Linked DNA regions of Mus musculus: region 1 is linked to region 2. The links are chromatin contacts, called in public promoter capture Hi-C maps. All regions are on one chromosome and are shown on one strand. Each heading gives the region's core, a stretch centred on a gene start, on an enhancer-like site or on the middle of the called end of the contact. The rest is flanking DNA. Distances are from core to core; before and after follow the strand shown.

Region 1 (3,293 bases), core at 154-2,653, 200 kb before region 2:
GTATGCTGACAGAACAGATGACAGAGAAGTAACCTAGGAGAGAGGCTCAAGAGCAGAGCCAGGACCCCAAGGTAGTTGTCAAAGGACCAATCAGTCAGATGCTAAACATCATCTCTCTGAGCCACATGGCATCATCAACCCAGTTTCAGATACTCCCTGCTTGTCCTAGAGACCTCTGACTACCTTTTCAGTCCCATCTGCCATTCAGGCCCTCTCCTAGATCCAAGTCTAGGAGGATGAGGCTCTCTAGGAAGATCCACTTGGGAAATGTGTGCTATATTAGACCAGGTAGCACCAGCTGCAGTCAGAAGTACAGATGATCACTCACACCTGACTGCTCCCTTACTCTTGACCGTCAGATTGCTTGGTATAGAGGATGGGTTCATTAGAAGCCCTGGAAACTCTTAAATCTTGGGTTCTGGGTTAAGGTCAGGAAGACACACAAAGTACTCCTTCAGGTTGTTCTAGGAACCTAGAAAGGAGAATTCTCAGTCACCTACCAAATGTTATCTCTTGGCCAGTATAGTCTGGTTTCCTGAAAAGCAACACTAGAGATGCAACTAAAGGATGCTAGAAAAAGACAATGCTCCCAATGGCCTTGTACTTGCTTAAACCAGATGGCTTCATGTCCTTACTTCCCTCTACCCTGTGCTATACACAGCCTATACCCCTCAACCTCAGACAGAGCCTTGATGACACACCTGCCCTCTTCCAGCCGTAGAGAATGAATGGGGTTAATCACTGAGGACCGAAAATACATGCATGTGAATCACCTGGAGGCTTTGGTGCTACACGGGACGTTTCTCAAAGGGGCCGCCACGCAGGCTGCCTGATACACAGCCTAGAAAAGAGGGCTTATTTTACTTGAGGGGAAGGCAGGAGCAGCACTGTGTGCTGAGTGCCAAGGAGGCACAGGGTGAGGATGAGGTGTGGGGTGGGAGGACGACCAATCAGTGAAGAGTTCCAAGGAAGACCTAGAAGCCCTGGAGTCCCCAGAAATGGGTGAGCAAACAGACAGTGCCTCCTGTGGCTCTGGCCAACTTACCCACTGATGATCTCCTTGGTTTCTGCCCTGATAAAATGTTCCTTGTCAGGTGTCAGGATGCAGAGGGAGAACTTCTGCCCTGTGCGGGCCTCCCCATCCACCACATCTGTGCACTGGTTCATGTTGATGGTGCCCTGAGGGAGGGTGGTGGGCTGCAAGGACAAAACAAGTCACTCAAAAGGGGTGGTGTGTCAGGTCCCACAGCCACCAGCAGGACCCACCCCTTGCCTTCAGTCCTCAGCCTTCACAGCACCACTTCCTACCCACCCATCCACGGTGGGGCAAGCCAAGCTGGACTTATGTAGAGGACACACCCTCTGGACTTTATTTTCTACATGGAGAACAGTGTCCTGGCTTGCACCGCAGGAGGGGTCAGGACAGTGCTCAGTGAGGAATGCTAGGGAGAGCAGGCAGCCAAGATCCTAGTCTCAGATCAGTGAGGAAAAGCTTCGGGAATAGTAGATTCAAAATAGAAAAAAAAAAAACAAACAAACAAACAAAAAAACACGTAAGGAGGTAGGTAAATAGAGCCACATCTTTGAGCACTAGCTCTAAGATTGGGAGACAGACCCAAAGGCTCACCCATACCTGTCTGGGCTTTAAGGAATCCTGCTGAGACTTCTTGGAGGGCAAAGGTCAACATACATGCACACATGGATATAATATATACACACCATTTAAGACACTGGAATGTTTTAACACATATACTCTGGGAAGGCAGACTGGCTGCAATGTATCCTATCATGCCAGTTGCTTCACACTGGGAAACACTAGCATAGCCTGCTCCAGAAGCCACAGGTGGGTGGACTTTGGGGCAGACAGCAACTTCTCACCAAACTATCCAAGGTCTACTACTTGGTGGGCTTCCTTTCTTAGCACTAAATGCTTAGAGCAGCAGTTGGACACTTGTGGTTGGCCTGCCTCCCTCTGTAGTTCTACAGACCCATTTTTATCACCATCTTGCTAACCAGACTGAGAGTACCCTTGTCTGAGAGCAGGGTATGAGGCCTGGTACCCACCCTGAGCTCAGAATCATTATCCCATGGGCTTCATCTGTCAAGTGCCTGTTAGACAAATCTTTTGCAGTCCCTTTCCAATTAAAGTCATCAGGCTGGTCGAAGAGTTCTAACTTGCTTGATGACGAAAATTTCAGAGAGTTTGTTGGGGGTGGGATGAGGCAGCCCCAGGATAGCAGAGCTCTCATCCACACAAGGCCCATGCTTCCTTCCCCATGGCTGAAAGCTGGATCACAAGACTTTCTGGTGAGCCTCAGAGCTCAAGAGCACACACCCTGGGGAGGGTACCATGAGGGTCCAGCATAGCCTTGTAGCATAGGCAGTTCTGCAACTGAGCAGCAGGTCTTTTCAGGGAGCAGTGGACAGAGACAGTAGTCTAATGCCCCATCTTGCCTAGATCCAAATCCTGCTCACTTTCTGGATCAGGAAGCCCAGGACAGGGTCCTAATTTTCCTTACCTCTTCTTTCCAATGCCAGTCCCTTCTATTCCACTTGAGTCTTAATTACAGGCCCTCTCTAGCAGTCTCCTAAACCTGCTTTGGGTAAACTGTCCTTTCCTATACAGAAACAAGTGTTCTTCATTCACCCATGGACAAGACACATCGTATTTCTGAGACAGAAAACTATCGCTATGAGGATTGTGAGAACTGAGTGACAGAAGCTGTGCCGACAGCCAGTAGTGACCAGATGAAAGGAACTGCAAAGGATGCCTCTTCTTCTCTACTGCTGGAACTCTTTCCCAGTCCTTGGGATTAAAACACTGACAATGGCCATGATGGATTTCAGACCTATGTGAATAGATTATGAACTATGACACTATATCATACAAAAAGATGTTAAGTAGAGATGATAAAACATAGCAACAAAATTCCTGGTTATTTTCTTCTCAAGGGATTGGCCACCAGGATGTTCAAGGATTCAATGTCACCAAACTGTTCAGGTCCCTACAGCCCAACTCCTCCATTTTGCACAGCAACAGTCAGTACTAAAATCTGGACAATGAGCCAAAGATGCAGTCTTACAGCTGAGTATAGCCATGGCCTCAGCCTTCAACCTCTCTACCTCCCTGACCTCAGCTCTACTTCCTTTAGAAAGGGTTTCAGAATGGTCAATAAAAGGCAAAGACAGCCAGGCATGTATGTTGGTGAATACCTACAATCCCAGAACTTGGGAAGTAAAGTAAGGAGGCCTTCTGAAAGTGAGGCCAACCAAGCTAGCCAGGGCTAGATAGA
Region 2 (3,341 bases), core at 618-3,117:
GCCACTGGGGCTGGAGGATAGACATCCTGACTCAGGGATGAAGCAAGATCTAGTATCAAGGAGGGGGTTCTTACTAAACTGACTTGGCAAGATTCTTACCTAAAAGTAGAGTTTATAAGGAAGCACTCAGATAGGATTAGAAGAAAGAAGTCTGACTGGGACCATGGCTATGATTCAGAAGTAGACGGCTTGCCAGGCAGTGGTGGCACACGCCTTTAATCCCGCACTTGGGAGGCATAGGCAGGCAGATTTCTGAATTTGAGGCCAGCCTGGTCTACAGAGTGAGTTCCAGGACAGCCAGGGTTATACAGAGAAATCCTGTCTCAAAAAAAACTGGAAAAAAGAAGGAGGAGGAGAAGGGGGAGGGGGAAAGGGAGGGGGAAAGAAGAGGAAGGGGAGGGGGGAGGGGGAGGTGAGGTGGAGAGGGAGAGGGAGAGGGAGACCACTTGCCCAGCTTGCATGAGGCCCTGGATTTGATCCTAGAATTAGAATAAAAATAAGGGGAAAAGCCTGACTAAAACTTGGTCAAACAAAGTGTCTTTGTGACCCCTGCTGTCTCCTCTTAGTGGTGGGTACCCATGACAGAATCAAGGCCTTCCTGCCTGCTACCCCCTCCCACACTGAGCTACACTCTCAGAGTGTCCAATGCACATGTGCACACATGCCTGCCCTCGCACAGGTGCACATGCACACCCATACACACACACACACTCTCTCTCAAGCACAGGTGCACATGCACACCCATACACACACACACACACACACACACACACACACACACACACACACACGTACACACACACCCTTGCACAGGTGCACATGCACACCCATACACACACACACATGTACACACACACCCTTGCACAGGTACACATGCACGTACACACACATGTGCTCGCACAGTTAACTCTCCACTCACTGACCCCCATCTTGTATATGTAAACGTCTGCTTGTCCTGTTGGATTACTGTCGCACTCACTAGCTCCCTCCCAGCTGTCAGTGGTCCTGAGTAAAGTCTCCCTTGATCTTTCAACTGGGCTCAGGATTCTTCACCTTTAATAACAGCTGTCACTCTGACTCCTCACGGTGTAATGTCGAAATGTCCCAGAGTGAGGAGGGTGGAAATGAAGATGAGAGGAATGACCTGGGAGCCACAGCTCAAAAGACTGAAAAACCAAAAACATAATGAGATCAGTTAAGTTGTGCCTCAGTCAAATGCTTCCCCTACATCAGTGGTTCCCACCCTTCCTGATGCTATGACCCTTTAACACTGTTCCTCATGTTGTGGTGACCCCCCCCCCCACCAACCAAAAAATTACTTTCGCTGCTACGTCATAACTGTAATTTTGCTACTGTTTTTTTTTTTTTGATGAAATGTAATGTAAATATTTTTGGAGACAGAGGCTTACCAAAGGGCTCGAGACCCACATGGTGAGAACAATTGCCCTGTGCCTTTTCTGGGTACACAAGAAACAAATGTGTTGTATAGCCTGAGGATTTATACCCATAGTGCCTGATGGAAGAGTGAGACATTTTCTTTAGTGCTGTAGCCACAAGTAAGGTACAAGTACTGCTGAAGAGCCCTAAGGAGACTCACGGGGGCACACACCCATAGTAGCTGAGAGGAAAGGAGTCTGTGGGAGAGAGCAGGCAGCATGACCAATATATGCTATGTGCACATATGGAAATGTCACAGATAAACCCATTGTTACTTACAATTTATATACCAATAAAAAAATCTTTGCACTGAGTTTCAAGTTTTAAAAAGGGTTTAGTGGATGTAGCATTTAAAACACTACATGTCACAGTATGTTACCACTTCCCTTTTAATGAACTGAGATTCTTAAACCAGGAGGAAGAAAAAAAAAAGGAACTGGTCTCAACCTGCTGTTGCAATGCTTTTCCTGACTGCTCTGCACTTCTGCTACTGCTCCAGCTAAGCTGCTGTGTTCCCTCCTCCTCTCCCTCCCTCCCTCCCTCCCTCCCTCCCTCCCTCCCTCCCTCCCTCCCTCCCTCCCTCCCTCCCTCTTCTCTTCCCTCTCCTAAGCATAACCTGGCCCAGCTTGCCCCATCTGCAATCCCCGTGCTTTCCACATGGCTGCGCTGGAGAGAGGACGGATCTCACCACTTGGGTCCACAGAAAGCTCCTGCTGTCTGTTTGCTCCCGCTGGTTATCATGGATGTTAGGACTGTCTGCCCTCCATCGCCATCCCCAGATGGAGAGAACAGAAAACTGAGAAGCGGAGGAGAGTGTGAAGCCACAGCCCAGGGAGCACCAGACAATAAAAGGTAAGCGCAGGCAACAAGACCGTGTGATCTGACTGAGGTTTCCAGGAAAAAGCAAAGGATGAAATGCTAGAGAGAGCTGGTAATTGTGTGGGTGAGGGCTTGCTTGGCACTTAGGTTCTTAATTTACCACATAAATTTACTTCTATTAAGGTGGGCGGTGGTGGCTCTTTAATCCCACTTTAATCCCAGCACTTGGAAGACTCAGAGTTTCCATATTCTGAGCTCACTGAATTAGCCTCGATCCTAGAGATGTTACCTTTGTGATCAAGTTATGTGAAGTTTCTTCCCAAAGGTGAAGAGAGGGTCAGATATCCTCCTGCTCCACATAGTGGGTTGTCTGTCCCCTGACCTGCCTTGGTTTTTAGAAACAGGGTTTCTCTGTGTACCCTTGCTGTCCTAGAACTCTCTTTGTCGACCAGGCTGGCCTTAAACTCAGAGATCTGCCTGCCTCTGCCTCCTCAGTGCTGGGATTAAAGGCGTTCGCCATCACTTCCTGCCCTTCCTGTGTTGTTCGGGTCTGGCTGCTTCTCTGTTTAGGGAAAAGCAACTAAGCACTTTTATATAACGGAGATATCCTCAGAGTGTGAATGAAATGGGCAGGTAGCTTCAGGGAGAACGGAGAGGGTCAAAATTTGGTTGGAACTCAAATGCTAACCTATTATCCACCTGGAATTGGCATCAAATCCCACAGGCTGCCAAATGTGGTGGTGTAAGGCGGTTTATCCCAGCATGTGGAGAGTGGAGGCTGTAGGGAGAGTTCAGAGTTACAGAGAGCGTTCTAGATCAGCCACAGGCTAAGATTCAGCCTCACATAACGTCCTGGGTTTAGGTATCACTCTAAGGTCCTTGGCTGCCGCTTCTAGCCAACTGGTTACAAAGTCAAGCTTTCTAACAATTCTCCAATCTCAAGCTTGAAAATTCATAAATGTGGCTCCCACAGCTCAGAGGAGCACTTATTGCCTGCGAGGCCCGCACCGGTGGTGCAGGAAGCCTGTCTCTACAGCGCCCTCTTTTGGAACAGCATGGATATGGTTCCTGCTCAGCACAACATT

Evidence for each region. Capture Hi-C pulls out chosen DNA fragments and counts their contacts.
Region 1: a contact with region 2 is called in a promoter capture Hi-C map of adipose tissue. The contact joins two enhancer-like sites. A contact is called at or near these places in 4 of 39 promoter capture datasets (the C10 cell line, cranial neural crest, embryonic stem cells and 1 more), 1 of 15 datasets of contacts at CTCF or cohesin (the NIH/3T3 cell line), 11 of 484 Hi-C or Micro-C datasets (the AML12 cell line, ECoMG-derived neutrophils, the N1E-115 cell line and 7 more), 5 of 115 datasets of contacts at active chromatin or transcription factors (T-cell acute lymphoblastic leukemia, extraembryonic endoderm stem cells, large pre-B cells and 1 more) and 3 of 9 other capture datasets (adipose tissue, liver and pancreatic islet).

The regions. Positions count from the first base shown.
Region 1 is chr11:59,725,456-59,728,748 of GRCm38.p6, reverse strand. Mprip (myosin phosphatase Rho interacting protein) reads right to left here. Exons shown (of 24, transcript NM_001368931.1): 4 at 1,046-1,197. It overlaps 1700007J10Rik (RIKEN cDNA 1700007J10 gene), which reads left to right. Exons shown (of 6, transcript NR_045476.1): 6 at 2,627-2,832. Among named protein-coding and RNA genes, the nearest start is that of 1700007J10Rik, 13 kb to the left of the region's middle. Within about 2 kb of position 1,403, at least 5 of the 459 cell types and tissues checked have an H3K27ac peak or open chromatin away from gene starts, as enhancers often do. A contact at or near this core is called in adipose tissue, where this site is marked.
Region 2 is chr11:59,525,442-59,528,782 of GRCm38.p6, reverse strand. No RefSeq gene overlaps it. Among named protein-coding and RNA genes, the nearest start is that of Nlrp3, 16 kb to the left of the region's middle. Within about 2 kb of position 1,867, at least 60 of the 459 cell types and tissues checked have an H3K27ac peak or open chromatin away from gene starts, as enhancers often do. A contact at or near this core is called in adipose tissue, where this site is marked.